Regions from separate parts of the Pan troglodytes genome. Here region 2 is linked to region 1. A link is a contact called in public HiChIP or PLAC-seq data. All regions are on one chromosome and are shown on one strand. Each heading gives the region's core, a stretch centred on a gene start, on an enhancer-like site or on the middle of the called end of the contact. The rest is flanking DNA. Distances are from core to core; before and after follow the strand shown. Region 1 holds the start of BCAS4 (breast carcinoma amplified sequence 4). Region 2 holds the start of ADNP (activity dependent neuroprotector homeobox).

Region 1 (3,726 bases), core at 779-3,278:
TCCATCTGTCGGTGTCCATAAACAATATACAGTGTGGTTCTGCGTGTTTTAAAAACTGTGCTAATGGCACAGTGCCCTACAGAGCCTTCTGCAACACAACTTTTCTTCCTTAGCTTTATGTTTCTGAGATTTATCCACCAGGAGAAGTTTGCTGTGCTCAGGTCAATTTGGTGATCTGAGGCCAGTCCTGGGCTCTTTGTGGGAGATGCCTAGCCAGCAGGCAAGGGCGAGGGTCTGAGACCGGCTCCCAGGGGATGGCGAGGAGGGCTCAGAGCATCAGGGAAATCATAACAATGATGAATGGCCGAGTGTGGGCTCAGTGAGTTCCTATAAAACCCTTAAGCACTTGAGGCCCAAGTCTTTGCCAAGAATTTTCCAGAAAATGACTGGCCTGAAGGCCTGGATATTTGGATAGGGAGAAATTAGCAGTGGACAGATTTGGAAGTGGGAATTGTGCAGTGATGGACTACACAAAAGGCAGGTCAAACATGTGTTGTTTAGGCCCCTACCTAGGGTGGCCAACTACAATATAAATTCAGATTTAATGGAGAGGAAGGTGTGGGACGTCCTATATATTTATTTGCACCCTTGATACCAGCCCCTCCTTTTTAAAAAACAACAACAACAACAAAAGACAGAGTTTCACTGTGTCACACAGGCTGGAGTGCAGTGGTGCGATCATAACTCGCTGTAGCCTTGAACTCCTGGCCTCAAACAATCCTCCTGCATCTGCCTCTCCAGTAGCTAGGACTACAGTTGTGCCCCACCACACCCTGCAATTTTAATTTTTTTTTTTTTCTTTTAGAGAGATGGAGTCTCCTTATGTTTGCCCAAGCAGCTCAGCCTTTTTTTTTTTTTTTTTTTTTTTTTTGTGAGGCGATTTAACATTTAAAGAAAAGTCAGCAGGCAGGGGGCGCTGGCCCACGCCTGTAATCCTAGCACTTTGGGAGGCCGAGGCAGGTGGCTCACCTGAGGTCAGGAGTTCGAGAGCAGCCTGGCCAACATGGCGAAACCCCGTCTCTACTAAAAAATACAAAAATTAGAATTAGTCGGGCGTGGTGACAGGCGCCTGTAATCCCAGCTACTCGGGAGGCTGAGGGAGGGGGAGAATTGCTTGAACCCGGAATGTGGAAGTTACAGTGAGCCGAAATCGCACCACTGCACTCCAGCCTGGGCGACAGAGCGAGACTCCGTCTCCAAAAAAAAAAAAAAAATTAATTAAAAATAAAAATAAGTCATCAAACGAAAAATCAAAACTTCAGACTTTTCTTATACCTATTTGCCTTTTAGTACTTTCCTCATTAGCACTGTTGGGGTGGGAGATGAGGCGCACCTCGCTCTCTTCAGCCCCAAGGCTTGTAAAGGGTCTATCTAGGCCGGCCTCCAAGGGCATGGAGGGAGTGGGTGCGGTTGTGAAATGTAGTGCGCTCAATAGTTTCCTGGTGAAGTTTATTTTAAAATCTGCACCGAAGAGGAAGACGAGGACCGTTACACTCGGCCTTCCCTAAATTCCAGGACCCTCCGCCCGATGCAAACTAGATGCTTTAGTAGGATGGGAACGGGCGGGGGGCGGGCGGCTTTGGGCTTCCTCTAAGCTAGCGCCTCTCTAACCCGGACGCCCGTTAGAATCACCCGGGGAGTTTTAGAAACTACCGATGCCCAAGCCCCACTCCGAAGGATTCCGACTTAATCGGCCTGATGCGAGGCCTGGCTTCCGGGCTTTTAAAAGCTCCCCGGGGATTCTATTTTACGGCCGGGTCCGGGGCCGGGAGCCTGTACTCTACCGGGATTCCGATGGGGAGGGGTGGCTTGCCCCAATAGTTCTCAAATTTAGCTTTGGGTCAACAATCTGGTTGGAACCACCTAGCAAACATCAAAAGATCCTGATGCCCAGGTCTTAACCCAGAGACGGTGTGGTCCAGGCTTGGGAAATTCTAAAAGAGCTCCAGGTGACTGCCATCTGCAAGCGAGTTTGCAAAGCACTGATGCCCAGGTGCTGCGGAGGCGGGCGCAGCGCGCGCCGCTCGCCACTGGGTGGCGCTGCCCGCTCGGCCCGGCGCTCCTGGAGCTGCGAGCCGCGACCGCCGGGAGCGCACCTGCCCCGCCTCCGCCAGGCGGGCCGCGGGGCATGCAGCGGACCGGGGGCGGGGCTCCGAGGCCCGGGCGCAACCACGGGCTCCCAGGCAGCCTCCGCCAGCCGGACCCCGTCGCCCTCCTGATGCTGCTCGTGGACGCTGATCAGCCGGAGCCCGTGCGCAGCGGGGCGCGCGAGCTCGCGCTCTTCCTGACCCCCGAGCCTGGGGCCGAGGTAGGGGACGGGGCTGTGGAGTTGGAGGAGAGGGTTCTCGCGGTTAGGGGTCCGGGCTCCGGACCCTCGGCTTCCCCGGAGCATCCTCTCGCTCCCGGAGTGGGGGGCCCGGGGATTCCCCCCTTCCTGAAGGGTGGCTGCGGGGCGCCACCCAGAGATGTGCAGCGGGTCGTCCCTGCTCGCTCCTCCGGGCGACACCGGGCCCCGGAGGCCCAGGTTCGCTTTCCCTCCCCACCCGGGTCCCCCAGCATCCGCCGGGTCCTCAGGCGCCGCCCTTTGCCAGGCCGGCCCTGGGAGAGGCGGACCCCGGGACCTCTGCTGCCCCGGCTACCTCCGAGCGGTGCCCGGGCCGAGCGGCGCCTCAGGCTGCGGCTGTGCGGGGAGCCCCGAAGCCGCGCTGCGCTGCTGCAGCTCGGAGCGAAAACACCACGCCTCTGTCTGCGCTTTCTATTTTAAAAGCACCAAGTGAAAAGCAGATCTAAAACGAGACCCTCTACCTTCCGGCTGGAGGCATCTGTCGACGCTGTTGTGAAAAAGTTATTTGTCTGAGTTCACTAGGAGTTATTTACGGTCAGAAATTCAACCCATTCTCTTTTTAAACCACAAAAGCAGTACAGGAGTATTTAAAATAAAGGCTATGCACCCCTTTCTCTTTTCTCTCCCACCCCAATTCTAGTTTTCTTAGAAAACCAGCATTAACTCTTTGGTATAAATCATTCCGGACATTTAAAATGCATTTACAAATGTAGATATCTGTATCTGCCTAGGCAGAGTATTGGCTCGTGCCAGTGGTCCCAGCATTCTGGGAGGCTGAGGCAGGAGGATTGCTTGGGATGGGGATAGGGGACGGGGAAGAGTGAGGCTGCAGTGAGGCTTGATCATGCCACTGCACTCCAGCCTGGGCGACAGAGTGAGACATTAAAAAAAAAATCTATCTCGCCAGGCGTGGTGGCTCACGCTTGTAATCCCAGCACTATTGGGAGGCCGAGACGGGTGGATCACCTGAGGTCAGGAGCTCGAGACCAGCCTGACCAACATGGCGAAACCCCGTCTCTACTAAAAATACAAAAATTAGCCGGGCGTGTAATCCCAGCTACTTGGGAGGCTGAGGCAGGAGGATCGCTTGAACCTGGGAGGCGGAGGCTGCAGTGAGCTGAGATCAGCCATTGCATTCCAGCCTGGGCAACAAGAGCAAAACTCCCTCTCAAAAAAAAAAAAAAAACCATAAAATATCTTTCCATATATATATATACATATATATGAGTTTTCTCTTTTTTCTTTTTATTTTTCTCCATATATATATATATATATATATTTTTTTTTTTTTTTTTTTTTTTGAGATGGAGTCTTGCTCTGTCACCAGGCTGGAGTGCATTGGCATGATCTCAGCTCACTGCAACCTCCGCCTCCCAGGTTCA
Region 2 (3,726 bases), core at 308-2,807, 140 kb after region 1:
TGGTAAATTCAAGAAGATTAAGAAGACTTCGTGTGTGGGGTGTGTGTGTGTGTGTGGCTAAAAAGGATATCAGACCTAGAGTCTTGGTCTTGGGCAGAAGAGGAAGAGAAGCAATCGCGCCTTTTCCAGCAGACAGGGATCAAGGTTGGGGGGGAGGGGAAGGCAGGCAGGCCTCCCAGAGGAAAGAAGAGGTGAATACGAGGGTGTTCACAAAACTACTCCCCATTCATTACATTAAAAGAAAATCTTTTTGCAGCTCTCTGGATTTCCATTTTCTACCACCTTACTGCAAAGTTGGGGCTCAGAATGTTCGAAAGAGGTGCTGACCAGGCAGCTGAGATTGGGGAAAAGGGATGGTGGTGAACTGTGGTCAGGATAGGAGGAAAGCTGGCAGGTTGGGGAAGAAGGATTGCACAGGGGAGGCAAAGACTTTCACTCCATGCCATGCGTGCTCCCCGCCCCCCCCAACCCCGTCCCCCCTCCCCCAGGTAAGGGTGGGCAGACCTGGCAGAAGGCTGGTTCAAGGCATGGGGGTGTGCGTGGGGGGGCTCCTTTTGGGGGTGGGGGGCGGACGGGATTAGTTCCAGGGATGGGAGAAGCTCGGTTCTGGCTGGGGGCGGGGTGGGGGAGATGCCCTTAGCTGCAAAAGCTCCGGGCGGCCAGGCAGGCTGCTGGCCTCGGTGGGCTCACGGGGCGGAGAAGGGGGTCGGGCTGCAGGAGGAGGCGCCTGGACCTCCAGAGCAGAGTCGGGTAGCGGTCCGTGCCGGGACGGGGGACCCGTCGGCGCCGGGGTGTGCAAAGGAGCGTGTGTGCGGCTGGAGGGCGGCGATGCGAACAACAATGCGCCCGCGCCCGGGGCCAGGCTGCACTGGCGGCCGCGCGGGCCGGGGTCGGGAGGCGAGGCAGGGCAGGGCCGCGGGTCCGCGCGCGGCGGCGCCGGGCTTACCTTGACTCGGCCTCGAGGCGCGCGCGGGGCCGGCGTGCTCGGGGGCCGGACAGCGGCGGCGGCGGCGGGCGGATGGCGGCGGCACGGCGGTGGCGGCAGCGGGGAGGGCGCGCCCGGGGCCTCGTCGCGCTCCGGCTCGGCGGACTCCGGCTCGCGCCGCGGCCGCGGGTGCTGCCGGGGGGCGCGGCGGGCGCAGCAGAGCGGCGGGCGGCGGCGGCGTCGTCGAGCGGTGCAGACAAAGGAGGGGCGGAGGGAGGAGACGGAGGGTGTGGGAGAGGCGGCTTCACCGGCGCGGGCGGCGGCGGCCGCGCTCCTCTCGCTCCTCAGCAGCGGGGACCGAGAGAGGGAGCTGTGTCTGAGAAGACGCCAAAATCCCCCTTAGCGCTGCCTGCGGGAGGGGGAGGGGGCACAAGATGGCGGCGGCCGGGGGGGGGGGGGCGGGAGTTCAGTTCATGGATCCCGGCGGGCGGCGGAGGGGAGACCGGGCCGGCGGAGGCGGCGGCGGCAACGGGCGGGGGAGGGGGCTGATCCCGCGTCTCCCCTCAGCAGACAATACAAGCGCCTCGGACCGAGTCCCCGAACCTGCCCCAGCCAAAATGGCGGCCGAGAAAGAGCGGAAGTGACGTAAGTGCCTCATTAGCATAAGAGGACTCATTGTCCAGCTAAATAGGGGGAGGCAGTGGGGACAGCACCCCTAACCCCCTTTTCCCCAGCGGGGGTTCCTCTTACTCCCACCCCTGCTTGCACCTAACTTTTCCTGAGGGAGGGTGCTCTCAGCACCCCCACCCCCACTTGAGGGAAATTATATAATCCCCACTGAGGGGGGAGCTCTCGCGAGAACCAGGCGGATTTGCCATTGACCCACTAGGAGGCGCCGCGGATAATGGCCGCAGTGCGCTCCCGGGGCCCGTGTGCTCGGCGGGCGCCTTCCTCTGGCCGCAGCGCCGGCGGCGGAGGCAGAAGCAGCGGGCCGCAGCACGCCCAGCACTCAGTCAGGTGGCCGTGCTGGGGATCCCTGCGCGGGCCCAGCTGGGCCTGGACTACATCTGGCGGGAGGGGTGTGCGGGGCGGCCTGGGGCGGCTCCACGTGCTCAGATGCCCGCGCTTCCACGGCTGAGAAGCGGCCGGAAGGCGCCGGGACACCTGGCCGGTCGCCCCTGACGCCTCCTGCCTTAAATGAGGTGTGAGGGCCTCGTGCTTCACACAGCGACTTGAGATGAGACACAACCCCATGGATGCCTTAGCCCTTCCTGGTGGGGTATTCGGTGCAGAGGGGCCGAGATTTTATTAAGGTCCGCCGTTACCCTGTGACTTGACATTCTTCCCAGTCACAGTGATGGACTCTTCTCTTTGACCTGAATAAAAAAAAAAAAAGGGAATCCTAGTGCCTTGAGGCCACCCAACTGGTGAAACTTAAGGATGAGAAGTGATGTTGCCAATAGGGGCATTGGCTCTCTGCAAGATCCTTAACACACTTTGTAGTCCTAGGGACATAGCTTTTGGTGCTCCCACAATCTGGGTAGCATAAGACAGCACATGGTTGCTTTGTAAATTTAGGTCAATCCCAACCAATACATTATCTCCTCAACATTTTTGAACCAACCTTTTAAAGTAGGTTGTTCAAAGTAACATTATGATTTAAAGTATCATTGGTTGGTTAAATGTATTGACAAGTAATAGATGTCAATAGTGAGGAATTAACCAAGCCTGTTTCCTTAATATGTGATCTTTAGGTAAATACACCTGTCTTTTGCTGTTTCTTTACATTTCAAGTTAACATAGTTTCAAGCCATACTTAACATCCGAAAATAATCTGAGTTCGCTGCAAGTAGTATAAATTGTGGTTACACATAGCTGTTCAACATCTAAGACTTCAGTTAGCCCTGTTTAACAAACTTTTATACAACACATTTCTGCAATTGTGATAAAATGTATCTTTAAAAGCCAAGTCAGTATTTCAAGGGAAAACAGCTGAAAAAAGTCGTGGAAAAAGGGGTTGGGGCAAAGCATTTGATTCAGAAAACTAAAGAATCTAATTACACACTGCAGAAGACAGATTAAAAACTAATATGAAATAAGCAAAGTAAGTTTAAGTTTAGTTTTCCTTAGATATACTTAGATTCCATATAGTGATAATACAAATACAAAGGGAAAACATCTGGATTTCATCTTTGGCCTCATTTACAAAGCAAAATGGGATGCTGGATTCAGATGTAAATATTTAATTTTACAGTGTTTAAGCACCAGATTTACTACAAAAATGCATCTAAATATTCCAGATTCTTTTCTAAATGACTTCCAAATGCTATGAGTCTTCACTGCTCAAATACTCTATGGTAAATTCCAAGAGTGACAGTGTTGTGATAATGATTGTGTGAATAACTAAAAAGATTTAAAAGGCAAACATTATCTACTCTAGTGAGTATCTGAGAAGGCAGTACTATCTATATTAGGTTCTCTAAGGTTGTTACTTAATTTCTGCTCCACATACTTGACACTGAGAACTCAACTTTGAGTTTAGGTTAAGAAAAAATAAATTCTAACCACTCCAAAAAAACTGAGAATATTACATTTCTATTATCTTAGCTTAAAACTAATTTCACATCAAGCACTGATGAATTTTCTTCTTGTTATGAATGAGAGAAGTTTCTTCCCCAAGGAAAGCAGTTCCCTCACTGGCCAGCTGGACAGTTCTGGACATAAGGGAAACAGAACAAGAGTGGCCCTTATTGGAATGTGTACTATGGGTTCAACTATAGAAGTGTGGGAGGGGGTGGTTT

Evidence for each region. HiChIP or PLAC-seq counts read pairs in DNA pulled down with a chosen protein or histone mark.
Region 2: an H3K4me3 HiChIP or PLAC-seq map of stem cell-derived excitatory neurons shows a contact between it and region 1, with 8 times the contacts expected there. The contact joins the promoter of ADNP here to the promoter of BCAS4 in region 1. A contact is called at or near these places in 1 of 7 Hi-C or Micro-C datasets (stem cell-derived neural progenitor cells) and 1 of 1 datasets of contacts at active chromatin or transcription factors (stem cell-derived excitatory neurons).

The regions. Positions count from the first base shown.
Region 1 is chr21:57,083,040-57,086,765 of NHGRI_mPanTro3-v2.0_pri, forward strand. BCAS4 (breast carcinoma amplified sequence 4) reads left to right here and starts at 2,029. Exons shown (of 6, transcript XM_063803110.1): 1 at 2,029-2,308. The coding sequence starts at 2,129.
Region 2 is chr21:57,220,050-57,223,775 of NHGRI_mPanTro3-v2.0_pri, forward strand. It overlaps ADNP (activity dependent neuroprotector homeobox), which reads right to left and starts at 1,558. Exons shown (of 4, transcript XM_016938135.4): 1 at 947-1,558. It overlaps DPM1 (dolichyl-phosphate mannosyltransferase subunit 1, catalytic), which reads right to left. Exons shown (of 10, transcript XR_010154286.1): 10 at 2,181-2,301. LOC104003620 reads left to right here. Exons shown (of 4, transcript XM_063802818.1): 2 at 822-1,175; 3 at 1,496-1,570. The coding sequence ends at 1,569.